Linked DNA regions of Mus musculus: regions 1, 2, 3 and 4 are each linked to region 5. Evidence: chromatin contacts called from public ChIA-PET, Hi-C and promoter capture Hi-C data. All regions are on one chromosome and are shown on one strand. The core of a region is the stretch at or near the end of the contact, and the rest is flanking DNA. Distances in the headings are between cores, read along the strand shown. Region 1 holds the start of Abhd8 (abhydrolase domain containing 8). Region 2 holds the start of Bst2 (bone marrow stromal cell antigen 2). Region 3 holds the start of Unc13a (unc-13 homolog A). Region 4 holds the start of Colgalt1 (collagen beta(1-O)galactosyltransferase 1). Region 5 holds the start of Zfp961 (zinc finger protein 961).

What was found. Promoter capture Hi-C pulls out the DNA fragments that hold promoters and counts their contacts. A called contact is a pair of places that touch in the nucleus more often than the background predicts. ChIA-PET counts read pairs in DNA pulled down with a chosen protein or histone mark. Capture Hi-C pulls out chosen DNA fragments and counts their contacts.
Region 1: a contact with region 5 is called in a promoter capture Hi-C map of erythroid cells, with 4 times the contacts expected there. The contact joins the promoter of Abhd8 here to the promoter of Zfp961 in region 5. A contact is called at or near these places in 1 of 39 promoter capture datasets (erythroid cells) and 2 of 115 datasets of contacts at active chromatin or transcription factors (astrocytes and embryonic stem cells).
Region 2: a Hi-C map of B cells shows a contact between it and region 5, with 5 read pairs. The contact joins the promoter of Bst2 here to the promoter of Zfp961 in region 5. A contact is called at or near these places in 2 of 39 promoter capture datasets (erythroid cells and stem cell-derived epiblast-like cells), 1 of 484 Hi-C or Micro-C datasets (B cells), 1 of 115 datasets of contacts at active chromatin or transcription factors (embryonic stem cells) and 1 of 9 other capture datasets (adipose tissue).
Region 3: a contact with region 5 is called in a promoter capture Hi-C map of adipose tissue. The contact joins the promoter of Unc13a here to the promoter of Zfp961 in region 5. A contact is called at or near these places in 3 of 39 promoter capture datasets (the C10 cell line and cranial neural crest), 3 of 115 datasets of contacts at active chromatin or transcription factors (the 230-238 cell line, astrocytes and embryonic stem cells) and 3 of 9 other capture datasets (adipose tissue, liver and pancreatic islet).
Region 4: an RNA polymerase II ChIA-PET map of memory CD8 T cells shows a contact between it and region 5, with 13 read pairs. The contact joins the promoter of Colgalt1 here to the promoter of Zfp961 in region 5. A contact is called at or near these places in 1 of 484 Hi-C or Micro-C datasets (B cells), 1 of 115 datasets of contacts at active chromatin or transcription factors (memory CD8 T cells) and 1 of 9 other capture datasets (adipose tissue).

The regions. Positions count from the first base shown.
Region 1 is chr8:71,462,359-71,465,058 of GRCm38.p6, forward strand. Abhd8 (abhydrolase domain containing 8) reads right to left here and starts at 1,299. Exons shown (of 5, transcript NM_022419.3): 1 at 1,108-1,299. The coding sequence starts at 1,117. Mrpl34 (mitochondrial ribosomal protein L34) reads left to right here and starts at 2,568. Exons shown (of 2, transcript NM_053162.2): 1 at 2,568-2,700. The coding sequence starts at 2,645.
Region 2 is chr8:71,536,031-71,538,730 of GRCm38.p6, forward strand. Bst2 (bone marrow stromal cell antigen 2) reads right to left here and starts at 1,442. Exons shown (of 5, transcript NM_198095.3): 1 at 1,098-1,442; 2 at 329-404. The coding sequence starts at 1,397.
Region 3 is chr8:71,670,501-71,673,200 of GRCm38.p6, forward strand. It overlaps Unc13a (unc-13 homolog A), which reads right to left and starts at 1,257. Exons shown (of 44, transcript NM_001029873.2): 1 at 1,126-1,257. The coding sequence starts at 1,147.
Region 4 is chr8:71,609,767-71,612,466 of GRCm38.p6, forward strand. Colgalt1 (collagen beta(1-O)galactosyltransferase 1) reads left to right here and starts at 1,258. Exons shown (of 12, transcript NM_146211.3): 1 at 1,258-1,678; 2 at 2,318-2,428. The coding sequence starts at 1,434.
Region 5 is chr8:71,949,806-71,952,505 of GRCm38.p6, forward strand. It overlaps Zfp961 (zinc finger protein 961), which reads left to right and starts at 1,261. Exons shown (of 4, transcript NM_001164581.1): 1 at 1,261-1,355. The coding sequence starts at 1,290.

The DNA of each region.
Region 1 (2,700 bases), core at 49-2,548, 490 kb before region 5:
CCTTGCTCTGCCTTCCACCTCCGGAGTTGTAGCAGGTTGAGCATACAGGTGTTCCTAAGACCAAAGGGAACCTCGAACTCCCACAGTCCTCCTGCCTCTACCTTCCCAAGTGTTGGGGTGACAGATGTGCATCAACATGATGCCATTGGTTTGTTTTTGAAACAAGGTCTCATTCTGTCGTCCTGGGCTGTACACTGGTCTCAAACTCCTTGCAATCCTCCTGCCTCCACCTCTGCCAGTACTAGAATGACTAGTGTGAACCCCGATCACTGCCAACCTTTTACACGGGGTTTCATTCTGTAGTCCATGCTGGCCTCAACCTTGTGCCCAAGCTCCTGGGTGGTGAGATGACAGCCCATAAAGCCTGGCTCTTATTCTAAAATGTCAAAGTTCTTAGCTCAGGCCTCTAGTGTTAATCTGACTAGTGACGAATGAGGCGGGGGAAGGATGTTGGCCACTAGAACTCGGGTTGTATCCGGCTCCAGGTTCAGAAGAGAGCTAGAGCTGACTTGCACAGTATCGAGAACTGATGGAGGTTGCTGCCCTCAGCATCCTGTGTTCAAAGGGTACACAACCCTAGTGGCAGCCAGGAAGATAAAGGCAGAACCTGACTGGGGGCTCTGGGCCTCCATCCGGTTCCCTTGGCCACCCCCCCCGGTGTCCATGACAACCACAGGCGGTTACATAACTCCAGGGGATACCGGAGCAGCACACCCCCATTGTCTGAGGCATAGGGATGGGGCCAGCTTCGTTTTTCCATCACGGCCTGGGCGCCGCTGGAGTGATGGTCATTAAATACCCCGCTCGTGATAGCCCCGGATGCACTTGAGGGGAAAGCAGGCCTTGCTCCTCATTTCTAAGGCTGTGGAACCCCGACTGTGGCGGCTTCTCTAAAGCGCAGCGCCAGTCCTGTTTCCCAGCCCGACCCGCTTTTCCCTGGAGTTCGTCACCCCCGCGGTGGGGTCAAGGCTACCGGGGTTCCGCAGCATCCTAGCAGTACGAATGCGGAGCTTGGCGGTTATCCACCCCCGGCAGCGACACCCCCCACCCCTCAGTGGAGGCCTGGCAGCCTGGTGACTCCTCTCTCGGGGAACAGAGCCAGCTCACCTGAGGTCATCGAGGGGCCCGGGGCCCGAGGCAGGACGCAGGGGTCCCGGGCGGAGAAGCCAGCGTCCACCTGCAGGTGCCGCTTACATGGTGGTGCGGGGTTGGCCGCATTAGCGCGGACAGGCGCGGGCCCGGACGGTCAACGCAGGGGCATCCCGCAGCCGCGTAGCAAACCGGCCCTGTAAGTCCCACCCAGCGTGGGCGGGGCCTGGAGCAGATGGGCAGGCATCTCGGCCTATGGCAGCGGCGAGCCGTCTGGCCTAGATAACCGTCCAACCAGAGGCTTCTCTTCCCAGGATCAGCGCGCGGTCTGCAAGCAGCAGCCCCACCCCTGTGAAGAGTTTGGGGGGAATGAGGGAGGGATGGGCTAGAGCCTGGACCGAGAAGGGCTTGCAGTCGAGGGACAGCGAGTAGCTTGGGGGTGTGGTGGATGTGCTCTGTCTGGGACAGGGTCTCCTCAGCCAGCTTCTGCCTCCCGCAAGGCGGTATGCCCTCTGTCTCTTGACCTTCTCGTTCTGCACACTTCCAAATCTCTACACTTTCAGGTCGGGAAACAGACAAAACATCAAGGCAGGCATTTGAACCAGAGGCTGTGTCAGAAGTGTCAGAGCTGCTGCAGAACTAGCGAATGGGAATTGCATCCTAGTGATGGGGTCTCTGCTACACCAAGACTGAGCCCCAGGCTAACCTTCCCACCCTGGCGCGCTGTTCGCTCATGGGCTCAAGGTGCAGCCCAAACACTTGTCGCCATCCCTTCTACACACCTTCTACATACAATAAGTACTCAACACATCGCCTCAATTATTTGTAGGCACAACTAGCCATTTTACCATTTAGTTCATGGTAAGGACCATGAACTTCAGAAATGCTGGTGTGTACGGCTTCCTGTGGCTGCTGGCACGGCTGTCTGGACATCTTCTTTAAACAGTGGAGAGCTATGGAAGGTGTGTGAACAGGAGTCCAGATCTGAGCTGCGGGAAGAAAATTCCCCCAGGCCAGCCTGAAGGATTAAACTAACCAGAGCAAATTCACAACGCACGAGTTTTCGAGATTATGAAGAGCTGGAACTCAAGGACATCCGGGCCGCGCGCCAAGAGAAGTCTTGGCTGCGGGCGCCAAGAAGCTGCCAGCCCGCTGCGTGCCAGCTGCCCGTCTTCAATGAGGGCGGGTGAAAAGGCCAGCAGCCAGTTCTCCAGACTGCTGCCAGAGTCGTCACCACCACTCTGGGGCGCCCTCTACCAGTGGCCGAGGCGAAGAACTACAACTCCCAGAAGGCCAGGGGGACAGAATGTCATACGCACACGCAGGAGTTTACATTCGTTCGCCCTCTCCTGGTCATTTTGGAGAACTACATGCCACTGAGGACAGACATCCCCCAACCCCCACCCCACTATCGTCACCTGCAGGTGTGGAACTACAGCTCCCGGAAGGCCCCGCGGCAACAAGAACTACATTTCCCAGAAGGCATTGTCAAGGAGCCCAGAGTGTAGGAACTGGCATTGACCCGGACGACCGGACCATTGACCCGCCGCTGGATATGGCTTTCCTAGCCCGGTGCTTTGGGTGCCAGGCCTGCAGATCGGTGGCCCTATT
Region 2 (2,700 bases), core at 192-2,691, 410 kb before region 5:
AGGCCTTCTGCAGGGCTGTAGAAGCACCAGTTTAGAGAACACTTGGGAAACCCAGCAGATCTGTGGCCTCCACCCTCCTGACAACGTTCTTCCTACCCACCCTCTGCTCTCTGCTGACATAAACCCCTACTTCCACTCCCCAAGCTTTATTCCTTCATCCCTGGCACTCTGTCTGTCTCTGGGAAGAAACCAAACTTCCAAGCAGTGGGCTCATGACCCTGCCACCCCTTCATGTGGGTCAGCACCTCTCCCCAAGTCCCAACCTGGAGGCCTAAGCTATTCCCTCCCAGCTCCACTGGACCTCCCCCTCCCCCTGCCCCCCTCTCACTCTCAAGCTCCTTGATGCGGGCCTGCTGCTCCAGGGCTTGAGACACCTTCTTCTCCAGGGACTCCTGAAGGGTCACCTGATCAGAAAAGCGGCACAAACATGGGTTGGCTGTTGTCCTGGCCCCTAGGAAACTTCCAGGCAAAGGCATCTGAGACCTTCTCAAGCAAAGCCCCTTTCAGGTTCCCCTCCAACACTCTCCGTATCCACCCAGTCCTACCAAGGTGTAATCTCCAAAACGGCAATTTTAAGTGCCCACATAGGAGTTTGAAAACTCTTCGTAGTTAACCCCTAGTAGAAAGTTCCAGATATTCTCCTACACAAACACACAGCAGAACCGGGCTTCCCAGACAAGGTCTCTCAGAGACATATTAAAAGTTTCAATAATTTGCTAGGTGTGGTGGCTCATGTTTTTAATACTAGCACTTGAAAGGCAGCATTTGAGGCCAGCCTGGTCTACAGAGTGACTTTTAGGACAGCCGGAGCAATTTAGGAGACCCTGTTTCAAAAAATTCAATCAGGGCTGAGTGATATCCCAGTGAAGCCAAATGCTGGTCCCTAAGTCAGGTTCGAGCTCTCCAACTCAAGCACTCTACACAAAGTTTGGAGAGTCACCAAAGGAAGGGAGGATACTGAGGCCCCTGATTGCAGAGCTGTAGGGAGTTCTAAGGTCTCCCAGGATTTCAGTCTTTAGTAGCTGGCCTTCGAGGTGGGGGTGGGGGACTTGCTTGGCTGTTTCAAAGCCACTGGAGGGGACGGATTCCAGGCTTACCACGGTCAGGTTGCAGGAGTTTGCCTGTGTCTCGGCCTGCAGCAGACTGTCCTGGGTGCGGGTGAGCTGGCGCTGCAACAGGTGCGTGGTGTTCCGGCACTCAGCCTGCGCTCGCAACCCGTCTCTACAGGCCACGCTGTTCGCTGTGACGGCGAAGTAGATTGTCAGGATGACTAAGGTAACCCCGAACAGGACCACCAAGATCGCGGCCCCCAGCCACTGCCGGTGGCTGCCCCATCCTTGCTTCCCCCCCATCTCATCCATGGGCACGGGCAGATAGTGATAGAAAGAGGGCGCCATGTGATCCGTCGATCCTAGAGGGCTCAGGAACCCTTTCCAGGCCACGCCCTTATTAGCATAACCCCGCCCCACCACTGCTTCTAGCAAATAGCAACTTCAGGAGTCCAACGCAATTCTAGAGCCGCCGGGTTGCAAACTGCTAGTGGAGAAACTGCAGCCTTTCAGTTTCATTTTCCTGGAATGCCCCTAGAAGCAAGAGAAACTTCTGGAATTCAACTCAAATTCTTGGCCTTCGCTGGCCAGTCACCTGGTGCCTGTGGGCTTGGGACTCGACTTAACAGTGGCTGTCCGCCGGGCGGTGGTGGCGCACGCCTTTAACCCCAGCACTTGGGAGGCAGAGACAGGCCGGTTGTCGGTTTGGTCTCCTAGAAGGGGAACTAAGACTTCAAGGTTCAGTTGTGGACTGAAGACCAAAGGCCAAGGTTTGAGGTCAGGGGTCTCCATTCACGAAAGGATCGTGGGAGCTATTGAGAATCTGTATATTGAGAATAGTGGCTACAGAGCAGCGGGCAGGAAACCAAGCCTGGCCAGGTAGCAAAGTGTGCCTCCCAGCTCTTGTCCTGGCATCAGGAGCAACCTGGCGGGGAAAACCTGCCTGCGGGAAAACCTCTGTGAACGGGGTAAAAAAGGAGTGTTTCAGTGAGCACCAGGCACTCAGAGAGGGCTTGGCCTGGCTTTGGGCAAAAGTGACATGAAGCATGACCTGGAGTTAGCATAGGGGTTGTCCTTGATTTCCTATCCTTCTGTCTCTGCCTCCCGAGTGCTGGGATGGCAGGTGTGCTCCACTACTCTGGAATCCTCCCTGGCTCCGCTGAATGTCCTGAATGGTACCCACCTCAAAACACTATGGAGTCTTTACTGAGGACACATAGGGCAGACCACATTCAGTCAAGGGGTTCTCTTCAGGACTGAAACTGTGTGGCCAAAGCACTAGTATATGGAGAGATTACGTTTTCTGTCCTTGTGAAGACCAGTTTGCATAGGAGGACTCGGTGTTGTGTTTTATAAAAAGAAAAAGAAGCCAGGGATATGTTTGATGGGGGTGTGGTATGGTGTGGGGGAAGAGGGTGCTTCTGCAGGCCCAGGCTGAGGCCCCCAGGGTACCAGTCACACAATGGGATGTAGAGTATAGAATAGAGTTTATTTAGGGCATGGGGAGGGGAGTTGAGGGCCTAGTAGAGACAGAGAAAGGCAGAGAGAGAGAGAGAGTAGAGGAGTAGAGGCTAGCCGGGAACAGGTAGAGAGAGAGGTGGGAGGGGAATGGGGAGAGAGGAGGAAGAGGGTAAAGGGAGCAAGATCTAGA
Region 3 (2,700 bases), core at 7-2,506, 280 kb before region 5:
CCCCCACAGCTGAGCCTCCGGTTTGCGTCAGAGTTGGGGTGACGCGCCCCCCCCCCCCCGCCCCAGGAGGCAGGATGGGAGGACACGGGATTCAGGGAGCTCCCGAGGTGAGGATCCCCTTCACGTTCAGCTCCGCTTACTTCCCAGGTCTGGAAGCCGCGGATACCCAGTAATCCTGGGCAGTCGGAACCTTCGAGGCACAGGGTCAGAGAAAAGAGTTCCTGCTCCTTTAAGAACACCCGCGTCCAACAGACTAGAGCGATGCACCGCGGGGCGCGGGCGGGCTGGGCCGGGTTTGTGAATGGAGCAGCGAGCGGAGGGGGAGGGGGGGACAGGGAGGGGGAGGGGCAGAGGGGCGGGGCCATCTAGGGCTACACAGCCGCGGAGCTCAAATCCGCACACCGCCGCCCAGGTCTCCCGCCGCCTGGGTTCTGAGGGGATGGAGACTCGCCCTCTTCCTTACACAGCTTCCTGGAGGTGGGAAGGGGAAAGGGAGTAGGGGGTTCACCCCCCACCCTCCAAACCTAGAGCTCACAACGGTATCGGCACGCATCGCTACATGGCCAGTCGGTCGCCCAAGGTCTCCCGCTGTAGAGTTACCTGGCAGCCGTGCCTAGCCCCACCCGGAACTTCGAGGGGTGCAGGGGTCACACCTCTCCCGTTATTCCCTCCCTACTCTCCAAATGCGGAGCGTGGGCCTGGGCGTGGGCCTCGGTGCAGATGGCGTTTTGGCCCCAAAATAGCTGCTCCCCCACATCTCCTTCCCTTCCTCCAGCCCTAGGGGTGAGGCGAAGAGGGAGCCACGAGCTTCCGCGGAGCCTGCTGCACTGTTTAGGGCATACTGGGGATCGGAGAGGTTGCTCCTACGCTCAGTCCGGGCCCATTACCCCTAAACGCCCCACCCTCGCGCGCACGGTCCGCCGTCTCCTCAGCCCCAACCAGGGCCTATAAACCGTCTACACAGGCGCCCCGAGTCCCTCATCCACTCGTGTGAGTGACAGGAAGAGCACCTAGGGCTGATCCAAGTGCGCCCTGAAGCGCGCACCGGGGGTCCCCCTGCTGTGCAGCCCGACTCGGCTCATCCACGCACACCCCGCACTTTTCCCGCGTCCACGCAGAACCTACCTCCCACGCACAGCAGAGACATGACTCCAGGCGGCTAGAGCGCGGCGGGTGCAGCGCGGGGCTCAGGGCTTATGCCGGGGCCCGGCCGCCGGCCATGTCGCTTCAGCACCGGGGGCGCGGACAGCGCCTGACGCGCTCTGACGCTGCGGCGTGGGCGGAGCCGGAGACGCGTGACGGGGCGGGGCCGGGCAGACGCCTTAAAGGGCTCGTAAACTGCGGGGAGTCCAGGCCAGGTCGTATCTGTTTCAAAGCCCTTTGCTTTCTGGCTCAGCCTCGATGAGTATTTCTGTCCGTGCTCCACCTACCTAGGTCTCCACGTTTCTATTTCCTCTCTGAGCCACCTAACCTGTGCTCTTGTTTTACATTCTCCTGGGTAACAGAACTGCTATTTGCTGTCAATTCCCCATCTTCAGTGCCGCAGGAAGCTGTTTGTTTATTGGTTTTTTTGTTTGTTTTTTAATCCGGGTACTGACACTTGCGAGACATGTGCCTTACCTTCCCCGTATGAGGCATATACTCTACCACAGGCACATATCTCTGCCCATTTTATAACTTTACTTCTTGCGGGCCATGGACGTAATAGATCTCTGCGAGTCTGTGGCCATCCTAGTCTGCATAGTGAGATTCTATCTCTAAAAACCAAAACAAACAAAAAACACACGTTTATTGGGTCTGGAGAGCTGCCCAGAGGTTAAGAGCACCAGCTGGTCTTCCAGAGACCCCAGCCTTCTGTTCCTCGCACCCACATGGTAGCTCCCAACCATCCACAGACATGCACAGAAAGCAAAATAAATCTAAAATTTTTTTTATACATTACATTGTTTATGTGTGTAGAAATGAGGCACACACATATCACAGCGCCCATGGAGATCAGAAGGCAACTTTCCAGACTTGATTCTCTTTCCACTATGTGGGTTCCAGGAATAGAATTCATGGCTTCAGGCTTGGCAGGAGGAGCTCACTGGGATATTGTGCAGAGCTTCTTGATTTTTTTCCATGTGTGGAATGTGTGTGTGTGTGTGTGTGTAAGACAGAGTTTGCATGTGCCTGTGTGTGCATGTGAGTATGTTTGTGTGTGTCCATGTGTCTGTGTGTGTGAGTGTGTCTGTATGTGTCTATGTGAGTGTGTTTGTGCTTGTGTGTCTGTGTCTGTATAAGTGTGTGTGTATGAGTGTGTCTGTATGTGTTTATGTCTGAGTGTGTGTTTGTGTATCTGTGTGTCTGAGTGTATGTGTCTGTATCTGATAGTGTGTGTGTATGTGAGTGTGTCTGAGCACACACACCTGTGCATGTAAGCCCAGTGAACAACCCTGGATGCTGTTCCTCATGCACAGGTCACTTATTCATCATTGTAGCTGTTGGTAGCAGTGTCTTACTGGCCCTAAGCTCACAGCTTAGACTGGCAGCTCCTGGAGAAGGGCCTGGAGGTATGTATCAGCAGCTCCTCCTGTAGGCTTTGGAGACAGAATGGCGGCCACCCTGGCACCTCCACTTCCCTTAGGCACCTCAGGAGCATGGTAGCTACCCAGCCATCTTCACAGCCCTCTGCTGCTCTAATTAAAATTTATTTGCATT
Region 4 (2,700 bases), core at 8-2,507, 340 kb before region 5:
ACTACCCATCTTTAATATAATCGAATCTGGCATAAATTGGCTCATTTCACCAGTGGTGGAGAAATAACCTATCAGGAGATGTCTTGTGGACCCTAGGGTCCTCTAGAGGCTAGGGACCAGAGTAGGAAAATCTATGTGGATTTTACCAGTCTGCTGGCCTGGTGGTATATGCCTGTCCCAGAACACAGGAGAATGAAGCAGAAGTATAGCTGTGAATTTATAGAGTGAGCTTGCCGAGTAAGAACCTGTTTTAAAAACAAACCAGGAGAAATGGGCTAGTGGGATGGTTCTGTAGGTAAAGGTGCTCAGACCTGAGTGGTGTTCTATTTCCAACACCACACAGTGGTTGACAACTATCCGCAACTCCAGTTCTAGAGGAGTTGATGCCCTCTTTTAACCTCCTTGGAGAACAGGGACACACACACACACACACACACACACACGTTATACAGCCGTACATGTAGGCAAAACACTGAAACACAGAAAATGAAAACAACAGTAAGAGCAGGAAGGGGCGCACACAAGCCATTTTTTTTTTTAAGATTTATTTGTTATTATAACAATAGTACACTGTAGCTGTCTTCAGACACACCAGAAGAGGGAGTCAGATCTTGTTACGGATGGTTGTGAGCCACCATGTGGTTGCTGGGATTTGAACTCTGGACCTTCGGAAGAGCAGTCGGGTGCTCTTACCCGCTGAGCCATCTCACCAGCCCCACACAAGCCATTTTTAAGAAGGCCAGAGGGCAATACAATTTGGGGACTGAGGATTCTGGATCCTCAGACATGGTAGCAAGCGATTTTACCCACTGAGCCATTTCGCTGGCTTTTTTTTTTTTTAATGATTTTTCGAGACAGGCTTTCTCTGTGTAGCCCTGGCTGTCCTGGAACTCACTCTGTGGACCAGGCTGGCCATGACCTCAGAAATCCGCCTGCCTCTGCCTCCCAAGTGTTGGGATTAAAGGCGTGGGCCACCACTGCCCGGCTCGATGGCTTCTTAAATGGAGCAACGAACAAACAAAAATAACCATGTCGCAACCTTGGAAACTGAGATGACATGGTTCTAAATAGAAGAAGCTTCTGTAAAGAGCCACCGCGTGAGATTAGAGGGCTCCAAAACAGAACACTCTCAGGGCGTGGTCAAAGAACTGTCTGTGTCTTTAAAGCTCGAGCTAGGGGCGGGGCTTCCGGAACCTCCCCGCAAGTGACGTCTTGTGACCGGGTTATTGCGGTCGGCGGAAAGCAGTGGAAGCTTTTAAAGGCGTAGCCTTGTCATGCCTCTCTCCAGGACTCACAGTATGACCCGCGGGCCACTTCCCTTTAAGGAGCGTGTCAGGGGTGGGACCTGGATGTGTCCTTCCCGCCGCCGACTCCTTTAAGGCGCGGCCCTCGTCCCCCGGCAGAAAAGCTGCTTAAAGGCGACGCGTGGCGCGATGGCGGCGTTGCCACGCGGGTCACGCGGGCTGCCGCTGCTGCCACTGCTCCTACTGCTGCCGCCGCTGGGCGGCCCGCGCGGCGCGGACGGCTACTTTCCAGAGGAGCGCTGGAGCCCCGAGTCCCCGCTACAGGCGCCGCGCGTGCTCATCGCGCTGCTGGCGCGGAACGCGGCACCCGCGCTGCCCGCCACGCTGGGCGCCCTGGAGCAGCTGCGCCACCCACGGGAGCGCACGGCGCTGTGGTGAGCTGCGGGCCCTTGCGCGGTGCACCGGGACTAGGCGGGACTCAAGTCTCTACCGGAGGGAGGTTGCTATGCACTTGGGCTCGGCTGTGCGCTGCGGAGACTCGGTCCTCTTTCTGAGGACCTGAGTTATGTACCCCAGGGATTACGCACTTGAGGGGGCTCGGCTCTATATCCATAGTGCCCGGGCTCGTCCCCACTGCGGCTTGGGACCCCAAGCTGCTGCCTCCTCCCCTCAGGTACTTAGGAATCTGTTCTGATTTGCTGCCAGCCCTCACAGCGAGCTACCATCCTAGAACCTCTGACTCCTTAGAATGGGCCAGGCTGGTGCTTCCAGACCCTTATAGCGAACTCCGGGACTTCCAGATAAGATTCCTGAGGCTCGGGCCAGCATTCCACGCTAACAAAGTTAATGAACTTATCTTTGTGACAGGGTCTCACACCAATGTGCTTTCCAAACCAGCAGGTTCTGTTCAGTTGTGTACTAGTGAGCTGGGTGTCATCTTTACTCCCCTGTCACCGATGGATGGGCAACAGGCTTGGAGTGTAGCGAGTTTTATCCAGGGTGTTATAGCTGATGGGTCTGAGCCAGGTTGGGAAACCCCCAGTGCCATCATCTTGTCCTGTCTGTGCTCACAGGGTGGCCACAGATCACAACACTGACAACACTTCAGCCATACTTCGAGAGTGGCTGGTGGCAGTGAAGGGTTTATACCACTCTGTGGAGTGGCGACCGGCAGAGGAACCCAGGTGAGCCTCAAATCCCCGACTGGAGTACTGAAGCTTGGGAAGGTAGGATCTAGAATGCTCCAGTTCTATCGTCAGCTTCCCCACCAGGTCCCTATCCTCTCAGCAGACCTTTGTCCCGTTGTCCTTCACTCCATTGTGCAACTTTGGACACAGCTGCCACACCTTTGTGGCTGAATTCCTTTGTGTCTGGTGGCTACCTACTGCTGTGTCTAGGGTCTTGCCAGCATCCACTCTCCTGTTTAACTTCCTGATAAGCCTGTCTTACTGTATAG
Region 5 (2,700 bases), core at 11-2,510:
CTCAGGAAGGAGGTCTCATCTGCAGGACAGGGTTGGGGGAAAGGGCCAAGCATAGCTTTAAAGACTGTGCCTGGTGGTATCTCTGCAGTCTCTACTCCTCAGGGAGACTGCTGCCCTTCAGATGTTCTTAGAACAAGCCCCAGACCTTAGGAGCATGGAGACCACTGACTCCATGATGGAGTTGACATTTGGTCTGTAAAACTCAGCACATAGACAGCACCACCTGCCAATCAAAGCCTATAGTTCTGGGAAAGTCTCTAAATGTACAAACCTTGGTTTTTTGGCTTCTATAGTTTTGCTTCTGGCTCACTGATCTTGCTAACTGAAGCATGTTGACCTGGAATATGGTTTTTGTGTTTAAGAGCTCACCCTGAGAAAGGCCCTCAGTACTACAATAGGATCCTTAACATCCAGTGTAGTTGCCAACCAGTTAATAAAGACATTCTATTGGCTTAAACCATGTCCAAGCAATCTTCTCTGGCTAATATCCCACAACATTCTGATTAAAGAGCAATTCTGCTTCTGTAGTTGCCTATCTACTTTCTAATTATTTCCAAGTCACCTCTACCAGTCCCAATTGAACAGGGAACCTTATCAGTAATGCTACACAAAAGGAACACAGGATATCTGAAATACATCACAGACCAAGCACATAGTGGCCTTAGAAATGATATCCACAGCCCTGGGTTGTGGGGGTGGGGTGGGGTTACAGAAGGGGTTGGGGGTGAGGGACTTACTCGCTTCTCTGGACACAACCCGGACCTTGTCAAGTCTGACCCTGGCCTTGTCCTTTCATCTGGCCTTAGATTAAGAAAGCTTTACATTGGCTAGCCCCACAACAACTTTTATAGTAGCCGGCCTTGAACTCCAAATCCTCTTCCCTCCATCTCCCCAGTGCTGGGATGGCAGGTTGTGTGTGTCATCACACCCAATTTTCCGCGAATAAATCTGGCTTTTCTTGTGTCCTTTTTGGAAACAAGGTCTCCTGCAGCCCAGGTTAACCTCTCACTAAACAGTCTAGGATTAGCCCGCAACTCTAACTCACTCGTTCACCTTCAGCCAGGCGCACAAGCCCAGTCAGACCTGAGCCTGCTGTGGGGTGCCTCTGCGAACCCCAGACCTGAACATCAGTTTCCGGACTATGTTGAAGGCGATAGGTCGCTGGTCCTGTCTATCAGGGACTCTAAAGCCAATCGGAATCGCTCATAGCAGAGCCGTCCAATCAGCAGCGGGAAGCCTCTCGGAGGCCGGGCGCCGCCATTTTCGGCGCTGTCCTTGGCGGCTTAGCAATGCGCAAGGTACGCGGCAGTGACACCCGCCACAGCGCAGCTCAGGCAAGACGAGAGTGCACCATGGTGAGTGCATCTCAGAGACGCGGGTGGGAGCGGAGGGCAGAGGAGTGGCGGGCTCTGCGCAGTCGGAAGCTCGGGACTTGCCGAGAGTTTGCAAACCGACTCTGGTGCCCTTTTCCAGAGCCCGCAGCCGAACCGCAATGTAAAAGGGGATCATGTATGCTTGTGTTCAGGGGTAAAATGGAAAGGACTATGTAGGGTCCCCACGGAGTTAATTTGCTCTTTGGGCTGGTTTTGTGGGGTGTTTTTTTTTTTTGTTTGTTTGTTTTGTTTTTTCGAGACAGGGTTTCTCTGTGTAGCCCTGGCTGTCCTGGAACTCACTTTGTAGACCAGGCTGGCCTCGAACTCAGAAATCCGCCTGCCTCTGCCTCCCAAGTGCTGGGATTAAAGGCGTGCGCCACCACGCCCGGCTTGTGTTCTTTTTGATGTTTTAAATTTACACTTATTTATCGAGGTGCCCATGGGGCAGTAATCTGAGTCTGGTCTCTCCTTCCACCTTGTGGAACCTGGAGAACGCCAGTCTAAGGCTTGGCAGCAAGCGCCTTTTCAGCTGAACCATCCCACTAGCCCCTTCTTTCTTTTTCCTTTACTACTTTTTATAAAATTGCATTTCCTATGTGAATATTCCCAACCCTGTATAGCCACCAGCAGCCGCGGAGAACTGGGTTCCTGAAAAGAAAGCTGGGGCTGGATGCGAAGGACAGACGAGAGAGGAATGAAACAAAGACAGAGTTTCTGAGCAAGGCCCAGTGTTTAATTCTTGAGTCTGGTTTTTAAAGGGAGGAAACCCATCCCCCACTTTGCCAGGATCTCATCAGGAAAACAGGCTCAGCTGGTAGTGGCTTCTTGCAGGAAGCTGCAGCTGCAGCTTCACCTAGGTCAGAAGACCCTACCCCAGTTGGGCTAGCCAGCAGTGGCAAACAAGGTCTGCTTTAGCCTGCTCAAGGCTGGGGGAAGGGCACAAACCTGGTGGGACCATGTGTTTCTAGGATTCGAGAAAAGCAACATATATATGAGCTTTTGTCCCCCAACAACAACAAAAAAAAATCACATCTTCTTGGAAAAATTTACCTTCAGTTACTGTAGGTTTCTCCTTTTCCTGGTACACCACAAACAGAAGAGGTGGGGGTAAGAGGCCCACTGTAACCCCCAACTGACCAGTACTACTTCATAACTTGTGTCTGGACCCTGTAACAGCTGTCTTGCTTGTGGACAGAAACAAGGACCCAGTCCCACAACAGAAGTGACACTTTGAGAGCAATCGAAGAATAAATAATACAGAGCATATTAGCAGAAAAAACACAGCTCAACAAGGAAGACAGGCATAGTTTATTGAGTGGCCATGACT